Regions from separate parts of the Gossypium hirsutum genome. Here regions 1 and 2 are each linked to region 3. Evidence: chromatin contacts called from public Hi-C data. All regions are on one chromosome and are shown on one strand. Each heading gives the region's core, a stretch centred on a gene start, on an enhancer-like site or on the middle of the called end of the contact. The rest is flanking DNA. Distances are from core to core; before and after follow the strand shown.

Region 1 (3,992 bases), core at 673-3,172, 220 kb before region 3:
CCAGAATTTGACTTGCAACGGTTCTAACCCTAACTCACGCCCAAGCTCCTTCCTTTGCTTGTCATCTGGGTGTGGACACTCTTTGAAAAATCTATAAAACAAGGAACAAAATTTTCAAAGAAAGAAGAAGCTTTTTAGCATATATTGTTGAATAAATTAACGAGTTAAATTAAAAATGTTTTTAGCTTACGCCTCCATTTCTTGGATCTGATGCTGGGTATGGCGATGATAACGCTTCTTTTTGTTGGGACGAGGATCTTGATCGTCTCCAGAGCCACCTAATTCATGATTTTCGCTACCAGATTTGTTTGTACTGTCAAATTCTTCGTCTCTCATTCGAACAATTTCACTTTCAGAAGCGTTTTGGGTCATCTCAAGAGGGTGGAGTTGACCTTCCATCATGTTGTTAGGTTGCTGGAACATTATCTAACAGATCTTTAAGAGTCCGAACCTTATGGTTTTTCAATCTAACATTCATAATCCAAAAAGAAAATCCCGCTCAAAAAACTAAAATAAAAATCCCATCTCCCACATATGGAAAAAAAAAACGAAGGTAGTTCAGGGGGAAAAATGGTAAGCAAAAGGCAAAATCAAAGTAGATTTGAGTGTGCGGATTTATATATGATAAGTAGACTAAATTTATATGCGACAAACGCATGTTTTGGCAGTAATTTGACTAATGAGGAAGAATCAGGGGAGCTAGATTCATGGGAAAAGAAAGGGTTTACGCGTTTCTCAAATACCGAGAAGGATTTTGCTTGGAATAGCAAAATATGACCAAAATCACTTTGAAAAACACATTTTCTTGAGTTCCAAACAGTGGAAAAGGAGAGACAGATTTATTGTTTCAAGTACTGTAATGGGGAGAAAAGATAATACGAGGAAATACCCATTAATCTGTTAAGGTTAAAAAATATGGAAAAAGGGGGAAATCTGAAGAGATTAAGCACAAAAAATGACAACTGCAAAGACTAAGAAGAATCCCTTAGAAATCAGAGATTTGAAACGGTAGGCGATGGATGAGAGAGAAAAATATGGTGTTCTAAGTTCTAACCTGACCAAGAGTAAGTCCTGAGGATGTTCCATAACCACTAACGCTCCCGTTTCCGGTGATCATCGACGGCATGTTTCTCGCCGGGATCATTACTCCGGCTGGCATGATGTTTCAGAATCCCAAAAGCCCTATCCAATGTTTGTTCATATATCAATGTGTTCTTCCTTTTAGCAGCTGAAAGGGTTCTCGTCCCTTCAGCTTATATTATAGTATATTTATCCTTATAGAATATCTGATTCTTACGTGCCAATGTAGGAGCAGGAGAGAATCTATAGAAGAAGAATGTTGAAATGTTGACGATTTTGAAAAATTCCCCTCATATGTAACGTTCCAACCAAGATCACGGAGAATCCAACTATGCCTTCTTTGTCAGTCTCCAAACCAACTCTCTTTCCTTTTCCGTTCGTCGGCTATGTCTGCATCATTTCAGAATAAATAAATAAATAACGTAAGATGAAGAAAAACATAAGGGAATTTTGAGCTTATAAAGGTTGAAAAAAGAGACTGAAACACTGTAGCAAAACTTGGTTGCATATAAATTTTAGACCTAATAAAGTAGAACCCTCGAAAAGCCACAGGGAAAGGAGGAGATACGGATCTGCTTCCAGCCCTCGTTACCTGTAGCTAATGGTTTTCCTGCGAAAGCAGGCTTTACCGTATGAGCTATAAAGGTATATATAAGAAGTAGGTTTTAAGGGGCGTAGGTGTAGGAACAAAGTGACATACGAAGGAGATGAAGTTGCAGAAGATAAAGGAGAAGAAGAAGAAGAAGATGAAGATGAAGAAGATAGAGTGAAGAGATGGAGAAAATTGTGGCTGCCAAAGAGTTAATGCAAAGCGTATTGAGAGGGTGCAATTGCATTTAATGGAGGGAAGCTGTAAACATTGAGAAAGAGATAGAATTTGAGGCTCTTCAAAGGATTAATTTTTTTTTTCAATTCAATTCACCCCCCCGCCCCGAAGAGTTTCACAGTAATGGTGCAACGAATGACGGCTACCAATAACCTTCATAATTTTGGGGTCTTTTTTCTCATCTCTTTTTGTTACCTTTGGATTTATTTACTTACTCTCTTCAACTTCTGTTACGAAATGGGTTTACTTCCATGTTATTATCTCACTTTTTCAGAATGTGAAAATCTCTTTCTTTCATTAATGGTGAAGGGGAAAAGGTTGGCATCAAGTTTTCCTTTTTAATCACGATTTAGATTCCACAGCATGTTTTGAGGGATCATGACATTCATTAATGCTGAAATATATATGTTCTAACTTTATATCCACACAACAAATAAAATTTAAAGATTCTGCACGAAAAATTCTTGGATGTTTAATTTTTTATTTATATAATATATGTATCAATTGCTATTTATTATGTAGTTAAACTTTTTTCTTTATCTAAATAAGAAAACAACTTATTTTTTTACAAATTAGTTTAACCAAAATGTCGAATTAATTTAATTGAATTTTATTTCAATTAATATCGTTAGAAATCCGAAATTGGATAATGTTACTATTATAATATCTTTGAACAATGTATAAAAACAATTAATATTTTGTTTAAGGAACGATGATTTTTTTGAAAAAAAATAATGAATATTTTATGCATATTATTAACATTATTCCTACGTTACACACGAAAGAAAAAATAACATGTTAAAAAAACTATATATTTATCTTTTAAATGACTGATAGATTTAAAAAAAATTATATGATTTATTAGTTTTATTATATTTAAAAAGAGTTAAGCAAGTAATTTATTGAGGAGTGAGTAGGTTTTTGTAATGATTGAGTCTTAGTTTGGTTAGTATTATCATCAATGTAGAAGAACATAAATTTTAATGCGTTAGAGCATGTTTATCTTATTATTTAAAAGTTGGAAGGGGTTAAAAAAAGGAGTGAATAGTTTTTTTAACTTGATTTTGTTTTTTGCCGGAGAAAAAAAAAGAATTTATTTTTTTAAAAGATAAAAAAAAAGGTTACTGAGTAATTTATGACATTTGATGCATTTTAGGTTGAAATTAGTATTTGTAATTGATTTAAATTTATCTTGAATGAAAATTTAGTCAAGTTGATCTCACTAACTTATGTCATCAAATTAAATATTAGTGTAGATATAAAATGTTGAGAATCCTTAAAAGAGTAGCGATTAGCAAAATGTAGTTGCTTTGTTAACGGTATGAATAAATGTGAGAAGGAATTAACATGTAGGTTCCCTTCATTTAATTTGTTATTCTTTAATGCAATTAATTATTGAGGATAAAATCGAATAATCATCTGAATTTTAAGCCATGTAACCATTTTCTTTTTTATAAATGTAGATTATAAATTGACCAAAAAAGTAGGGTTTCAACTTTAATCATCAGAATACCAAATAGAAATTAACATGTTGATTATGATACAAATTTTGGTCTGTGAATAATGTAATAATATGAATTTCAATTAAAATGTCAGTCGTATATAAAAGCCATAAACCATAAATGCTCTTGTAATGCATTTATTATTGTAGAGAAGGTGAAATGTTTAAATACATATATTTATCTATATATAGGTATCATATTCGTGGACACCCAAAGTTATACATACTCTTAATATATTTTTGCAATTAAATAAAGGATTTCGTAAAATTAAAGCTTTCATTATCCCTGGAAAATGATGTAATTCAATACATTTATACATTGACTATGTCGTTGTTGAGATCAACCCAATGTTTAATAATTTACATTAAAAAGGTTTGGTATGATGCACGCCAAGTATAATGATTTTTGCCATCACTACTTGAATATTACATGTATAATGCTAAGGAATGACCTTTTTCCCTCATTTAATGTACCTTGAATAACGAGAAAGACAAACTATTCCAAATATTAAATAAAATCTTATTATAACCTTCTTCCTAAATTTTACTCCGAACTACACATAACTACACATATATTGCATATTT
Region 2 (3,970 bases), core at 1,469-3,968, 160 kb after region 3:
CTTCCACTTAAAAGGTGTGACCCATAATCGTGCAATACAATGTGTGGAAATATTAAAAGGCTTGAACCAAAAAAGTAAGCATATTAAAGACCACAAAAACAGCGGACAAAATGCAACGAAAGAATCATACATTTAAACTAAATTTTCAATTTTCGACAAAAAGACAAAAATCAATCAACTCGTGGCTTGACTCTTATTTTAGTCCCCAGCGGAGTCGCCAAGCTGTTGACACCATTTTTTGATAAAACGGGGTCGACTTGGATTAAAAACAATAAAAACGAACACGGGAGTCGCCAACAATCTTTTTTGATGAAGTGTGATCGGGTCACCGAAAAGTGGTTGTTTTTAGTAAACGATTTAATTTTTATTAAAACAACGATTTTGGTCTACGAAATTCAGAAATATGGGTTCGGGAGTCGGTTACGCATGAGGAAGGATTAGCACCCTCAATACGCCCAAAATTGGTACCTAGTTGATTACTTAATGTCTTGGTGTCAAAAATTAAAAAACTCGAAAAGAATTTAAAAATACGATCCCTCTTTATATTGTGTTATTTTAAAATTACTCGAATAAATCAAAATAGAAAATGCCTCCTTATCTCGAAGTAACAAGATGTCACATCCAGTAAGTTAGGACTCGACATCTCGTATTTTGAGAGTAAGCTTGCATTTTATTTTTATTTAAACCTCATTCATTTCAATTTTAAAAGGATATTCGGTTATTTAGGTTCAATACGAGAAAAATCAAAACTCAGTGAGTTAGGGCACGATTTCTTGAATTTTCTAAATATAGAATATTACCTTTATTTTTGAGATTTTAAAAGGATATTTGGTCATTTGGTCCAACGAGAAATCGAAAACCAGCACGTTAGGGCACGTTTTCTCGATTTTCCAAACGTAAAATATTGCCTTATTTTAAAATTATCACTTTAAAGAATGGGTGAAAGTCGATGAAATATCTAAAAATAATACAAGTGTTTTTGATTATTCCTTAAAAGAAATCATTGGAAAACTTTGAAAGGGTCATACGTGGCTAACGATGATATAAAACGTGAATAATAATTTATGAGCAAAATGTTATGTTAATGATTGGCAATAATACGAAAGCAAATAAACAAATTATAACGTACCACACCACATTTTAATAAACAAATAAACGAAACAAAATAATTGAATAAACAAACAAATAAACAAATAAATCGATCACATCACATGCATCATTTTAATACATCAATATTAATAATCCAAGTAAGCGAAACGGAATAATAGAAGACAACTTTATAACTAAAGTCTAAAACAAGTAATTTATGAGATCAATTTGAAATGAATGATAAAAATATTTCAAACAATATAGAAAACTTAAAATGAATAATACGAAAATAGTTTAAAGTAAATAAATATAAAAAAAACCTAAACAGTATTCTTCTTTTCTTGTTAAAAAATATAAAACTTTTAAGACAATACATACGTGGTAATTTAAAGCAAATGATGTAAATAAAAAATGATTAAACATTAGGTAAAACATTTATAATAAATAATATAAAACTTAAAATATATAATGGTAATGAAAGGGCCCCTTTTTTTTTAAAATAAAAATAAAAAAATAAATTAATTGGAATAAGGACGAAGTTGAAATTGGAATGAAAATTAGGGGCTTTAATTGCAAAAAAAAGAACGGGTCGCAAGGGATTAAAATGGCACACGTACGAAGAATGAAGGACTAATTGGGAAATATGCCCCAGTCCTAGAGCGCAACGTTTCAGTGCAAAGGACCATACATGGTCAAAAGACTTGATTGAAGCAGAAACAAAACTCACAGCCCAAATCAAAAAAACAAAGAGTCAGATTGCATTATAGTGCAAAAGCGGAGGGGCTAAATTCAAAAATTACCCATTAAGGGCAAGAATGCTTTGATTTCCCCCTCAAACGGCTCTGTTTTGCAATCCATAAAAGCAAAAACTTTGCTTTCTTTTTCTGCTATTTTATTTTTTGCAAAGAACACCAAAAAAAGGAAAGTTTAACATCATTTTCAAAAAAAAACACAGAGAGTCCCCATGGCCTCTCTCTCGCACAGTCCCCTCTTCCGACTTAAGCTCCTCCGGCGTTCGACTACGCCGCCGTCGACTAGCGACGGGCGACACGACGGGATGGGCTTTGCAGCCCCGTTTAAAAATGTTCGAAGGCTAGGCCGAAGAAAAGGGAACCCGTGCGCATCTCCTGACCCGATCCGACGATGAGAAAAGATCTCCGGCGGCGGCCTGCGGGATGATTCCAGGCATGATTTCTTTCCTTTTCTTTTCCCTTTATTCTTATTATTTATTAAAACCGATTTTGTAGAAGCATGGAACAAATAAAAAAAGAAAATAAAAAGAAACGGAAAACAGAGGAAAAAAGGGGAAACAATCAGATTTTCCCTTTTCAAATATTTGTTCTGCCTTTTTTATTCACTAGTGCGCGTTCGTAAAAAGAAGAAGAAGATTACAAAGGTGAAATTTCGGCTTTTATAGCCGATCTAAACAACTCTTGATGTCTATTTTTTTGTTGTTTTGCGATTTGGCTGCTTCTTTCTGTTGCGTGTTTATTGCTCTTTGCAGGTGACAGAGGTGTCAGAGCATGCGGAGGAGAGGCGGCTAGGAGCGGTGACAGCCAGGCATGGCAGAGGAGGCGAAACGGCGCTGGGGGCATGCGGCGCCAAAAAGGGTTAGGGAACCCTAGGGTTTTTTTCTGACTTTGTTTAATTTTTGGGCTTAGTTTGGATTAAGGGTTTTGGGCCATATTGGGCCATTGTAATGGATTATTTAATTATTTTAATTTTGGCTGTTTTGCTGGTATGGCTCAGGCAAAAATTAGGCTCTACAATTTTTATAATTTTAAAATATTAAATCAAATTTTTATCATTTGTAAGAGTTAAAAAGTGCAATTTTACTTTTATTAAATTAAAATTTAAAAAGATGTAAATGAATTTTTTTCTATTTTAGAAACTTAAATTCCAAATCCTTTCTCTCCAAAGCCCAAATTCTATGCTTTTAGATGGGTTGGGCTCTATAATTACAAAATTTTTAAAAATATATTATTAAATGGGTCAACGAGTTTGATTAAACATTGGCTCAGGATCTTTTCAAGTTCCTTGTGCAGGGTTAAGATTTTTTCTACATTAATAATAATATTATTAAAATTCTATATATGTGAAAATTTTATTTATCAAAATATTCTTCGTTAGGACTACTTTTACACTTATGGGTGTCAAGTTTAGTGTAGTATCAAATCAACACACTAAAACTTATGAATGTAGATTTCAAGTTTAAGGCTTGGCCAACATATTTATTTTGTCATTGGTTTAACCAACTACATTTAGTGAAAATCCGCTCCTATGGTTGTCGACTTCCACTCTATAACCGCTTCCCTATTTTCTTCTCACTCTAAAATCTTCTCATACTTTTTAACTCTCAAGCTCACCAACTTTCCAACCCTACAAAAAATGAAATTCTTTTATTCACTTATATTTTAAGGAGAAAATAACCAGCCACATCGTCCATTACGCCCTCAACATGATAAAATCTCCTAATTATTTTTTAATAATTTTTAATATTGTAGAAATATATTTAAGATTTTTCAAATTTTAATATTATTTTTAATGATTTTTAGCAGCCAATAGATTGAACTCTCTGGGCGCAACACAATTTACACTTCTCAAATCTCAATCCTCGTATCTAACAATGCTTAAAGGATGTTAGTTTATTTGTGGCATCTAAGATGAAAAAGTTCCATGTCATTCCAAAATTAGTTTCCACCTTAGTGGAAAGATTGAAGCTAGAAACCATTACATTCTATTTCTCATGCGAGCAAGTCATCATCATGCCACAAGATGTCACCTTAATAACTAGCCTTACAATCAACGAGAGGTAATGATCGGTCTGAGTGGCATCGATTCAAAGTCAATGTGCATGCAGTTGTTGAGTGTTGTTTAGTCA
Region 3 (3,975 bases), core at 111-2,610:
TAAAACATGCACTGTTTATATACGAACCAAGTGTATTCAAAACTTCTCATGAAAGAAAAAATACCAAATATTCTTCTTTTTCTCTCCATTTTCTCTTCTTATCTGGTCTCTAAAATTGGAATCAAAGCTATAACAATTCCACTCAAAAAAGGGCAAACACTAGAAACACAAAATCCAAATCCTAGTAATATAAACTGTCACCAAGAATTTACTGGTATTTCATCGGTGCCTTTTTCATGCATTTTTAAATGAACCCAAAGCATCCCTTCAGAAAAAAAAAGATTCACTCTCTCAAGGCAGTGGATCAAAAACTCAGAAATCAAAAGGAAGAAACAAAAGAAGCCTGTTGCAGAAATACCGATATCATTGTAATTCAGCAAAAATAAGCAAGATCTACTAACTGAAGCTTTAAAGGTAGAAATGTTGAGATTTTTATAGTGAAAATAGCAAGAAAATTAAAAGGGAAAGCTTCCCTTCTTCCCATTTCTGGAAAATCCAGTTAAAACATTTTACACCATTTTCATAAAAACTTAAAGCTTTTGGGTGACTCACCGACAGATCTATAGAGCAGAGAGATGGAGAAGGAAGATGAACCTGAGAGACAGAGATGGCGAGGCAGAGATGAGGAGGAGAGGCGGAAGCTTTGAGGAATGAAAAATGTCTGCTGCTTAGAAGAGAATGGAAAATGTCTGCTTAGAGAAGAATGGAAAATGTCTTACCAATTTTGAAGCCGTAAGACATTTTCCAGATGAATGGGTTTAATTTTACTGTGTTTTGGAAAATGTTTTACTAAAGGATTTCATTTTCCCCAAACAAACATCGGAAATGATGTAAAATGTTTTCCGAAAACCATTTTACAGCAAACAAACGCACCCTTAATCTCAAAGCCCATTCAATCATATGGATGTATGAAGTTGAACAAGTGAGTGGAAGTTAACAATTTCTTGACACGGTTATAAGTGTTGATTTAATTAGCATTTTTTTTATAAATTTAAATTTACATTTGCTTCTTTTTATTTAACAAAAACAATTAACCTTACTGCTTTTGGGAGAGAATAAACTATGATTTATTGTTGCCAGAATTTGTAATTGAGATGGTAAAATGAATTTAATGATATAATTAGTCATATCCAATATTAAGTATAGTTTACGTTTGCTTAATTCAATGTAAATATACTTTTATTTAATGTTGGTTAATATGACAAAATTACGTTGCAACCGCTGCTTTTGACTTCCATTGGCCCACCTTGGCCACACCAACATTCTACATTTTGGTTTCACTTTTCTCTCTTACTTTTTATAATTCTATTTATATATATATATATATAAATAGCCATTATTAAGTGCTTGTCGACCTTGTTTTGTGCCTAAAGAAATAAAGCTAACCTTCCATCCACGTATCTCTCTCATCTTGTTTGTAGATCAATGGAGGAGAAGTCTATTACTTCATCTATACGTAAATCTGTAGGTTCCAAAGGAACAAGAAGCAAGGAGTTCTCAGATGAAGAAAGTGGGTGGACTACCTACTTTGAAGATTTATCAAATCAACCCAAAACTTACTCTTCTACTTTCAGTTGTGGCTCTTCCTTGATCTCTGATGCCGCTACTGCACCCAAAATCTCCCACCATAACCATCATGTTTCCGCCTCCTCTTCTTCGCCCAAACCTCCCAACATATTAAGGTTCAAGCAAACAAGAACCACAGAAATCTGTGAGGATCATTCTTTGGAGGATACTGCTAGTTCTCCTGTCAATAGTTCCAAGGTAATTTTTTAGTTGTAAACAACACTTGTGTGTTTTTTTAAGCTATAATCTTCGTTTTGAATCTTTTTTCTTCTTCTTCTTCTTGATATATATGTAATGGTCTGACTCTGATGAGTTTACTTTTCATAATCTTTTAGTAGGGTAGTAACTTCAAATCACACGATATGAATCCCAGGAAAAGAGAAGAAGATCAAATTCATAGTTTCCCTGGTAATTAAATCATGATGATCTAATTGCTTTGTATATATTTAAAGAATATTTGTGAGAGGGCTCCTTCTGTTTAAGTTGACCTAATTTAAAAAAAGAAAGAAAAAGAAAAGAGTAGAAGTTGAACTAATATGGGAAATTGGTGATATTATAGGTGAAGGAAATTACTGGTTCAGAAATATATCCAGAGATTCAGATTGAAGAAGAAGAAGAAAATTGAAAATGGGATGAAGAATAATGATTGCAGAGAGTTAAAGAAAAGAGGGCTGTGTTTAGTTCGTTCGTCAATGTTAGTTAACTATTTTGTATAGTTAATTAATACTCAACATTTCATCATTGAATCCCACTAATTTCTTCATCTTCCACCAACTCCGTATATATACAACTTTTGAGATATATGATTGTACAAATAATATATATTGGTTTATTACAATTTGAGCACCCCCTTTCTTAGTTCTCCATCAGCTTCTCACCTGAGAAAGTTACATGGTGGAGAATGATGTGAACCTCATTGAATTATCAGGTAAGATATAGTAATATTTGGTAAATATATATTTGTGTTACTAATACGATATATGTATAAATTAACATAATTATTTTAAGAACAAAACAATCTATCCTTTTTCGATTTTATAAGGAAATTCAACAAAAATGTTTATCAATAATTATTAGCATGTTCGACTACGTGCATGTTGATTAAGTCATTCCGAATTTGAAGTCTCACCAAGACGTGACCCTTGACAATAAATATTAACATAATATTATTCGTCAAACCAAAAAGAACAATTCACTAATCATATTAGAACACAAATACGTAAAACTTACGGCTAATTATTTGTTTATTATTATGTCCGCAAAGAACAGGTGGTCCTGCTCGTGACGCGATAATAGTTGACGTGTCATCTAAATTAAAAAATAAAATATTTTAATTATTGTTAAGAAACTAACGAAGTCTTGGTTGTAGGTTGATGATTTGACATTGAGTATTTAAATTTTAGTTTGTGTATATATTTTATAACTCTATCCAATTTTATTTTATTTTAAACGGTCTGATTGTCCTTGTACTCTATTTTCAAAAAAACAAATTTAAAAACTATCAAGTGTAATATAAAATTTTATGTTAATATGAAATTAATAATTTTAAAATTCACATTATGATAAATTAAGTTCTTACCGTTCACAGTTTTTTTTGGTTAATTTGGTTTTTATTCCTTTTTTAAAGTTAAATTTAGCTGTCAATTTTTAAAAAAGATTCGAATTTGACCATTTACCTTCCAAAAGAGTTAAATTGTTGTTTTTAATCGAAAAACTGACTAAAACATTAAATTTTTTAACATAGCAACCTATATGGCAATCAACGTGTACTTTATGCTAAACGTTTTTTGAATTTTTTTGAATTTTTATTTTTTTAAATTTTAAATTATTTGTTGAGATAACATATAAGACAAACAGTGTCATGTATTTCCATAAAAAAGGATAGATTATGGAAACACATGAACTACCATGGAGGTTGTCACACCAACATAGTTAAAAAATTTAATGTTTTAGTCAACATTTCCATAAAAAATATGATTTCACTCTTTTTGAAAGATTAATAGTCAAATTTAATTAAAAAACGAATAAACATCAAATTAAAAAAATAGTAAACTTGAGGACTAAATTTTTCATTATATATTGATTATTCAACCATATTATTATTACTATTATTATTATGAAAGGACAACCGTTATTATTAAACAATATCATTATCTTCAGTACTTTAATTTTTAATATCATAACAAATTGTTTTCATAATACAGATTTAATATTTAATTTCTTTTATCAAACAAAACCATCAAAGTTGTTTGAATTAAATCAAGCTAGTTGAATCAGGAACTAGTTAGGGAATTGGTCCAGTCTAAGTAAAAAACTGGTTAAACTAAATTTTTAATACTTATCATGAATTTTTAATGATTTATTTAATTGAATTAGTGATCGCCTCTGGACATACTAACATATAGAGTG

What was found. A called contact is a pair of places that touch in the nucleus more often than the background predicts.
Region 1: a Hi-C map of hypocotyl shows a contact between it and region 3, with 4 times the contacts expected there. The contact joins the promoter of LOC107936747 here to the promoter of LOC107908311 in region 3. A contact is called at or near these places in 14 of 34 Hi-C or Micro-C datasets (callus, fibers, hypocotyl and 2 more).
Region 2: a contact with region 3 is called in a Hi-C map of leaf, with 2.2 times the contacts expected there. The contact joins the enhancer-like site here to the promoter of LOC107908311 in region 3. A contact is called at or near these places in 5 of 34 Hi-C or Micro-C datasets (hypocotyl, leaf, petal and 1 more).

The regions. Positions count from the first base shown.
Region 1 is chrD02:48,353,821-48,357,812 of Gossypium_hirsutum_v2.1, forward strand. LOC107936747 (homeobox-leucine zipper protein HDG2) reads right to left here and starts at 1,923. Exons shown (of 14, transcript XM_041088619.1): 1 at 1,602-1,923; 2 at 1,298-1,470; 3 at 1,055-1,182; 4 at 191-414; 5 at 1-91. The coding sequence starts at 1,159.
Region 2 is chrD02:48,740,488-48,744,457 of Gossypium_hirsutum_v2.1, forward strand. No RefSeq gene overlaps it. Among protein-coding and RNA genes, the nearest start is that of LOC107908309, 7.9 kb to the left of the region's middle. Within about 2 kb of position 2,719, at least 9 of the 9 cell types and tissues checked have an H3K27ac peak or open chromatin away from gene starts, as enhancers often do. A contact at or near this core is called in hypocotyl and leaf, where this site is marked.
Region 3 is chrD02:48,577,685-48,581,659 of Gossypium_hirsutum_v2.1, forward strand. It overlaps LOC107908311 (vascular-related unknown protein 1), which reads left to right and starts at 1,361. Exons shown (of 3, transcript XM_016835518.2): 1 at 1,361-1,764; 2 at 1,905-1,974; 3 at 2,126-2,472. The coding sequence starts at 1,426. The coding sequence ends at 2,172. It overlaps LOC107910101 (a long non-coding RNA gene), which reads right to left and starts at 963. Exons shown (of 2, transcript XR_005910283.1): 1 at 595-963.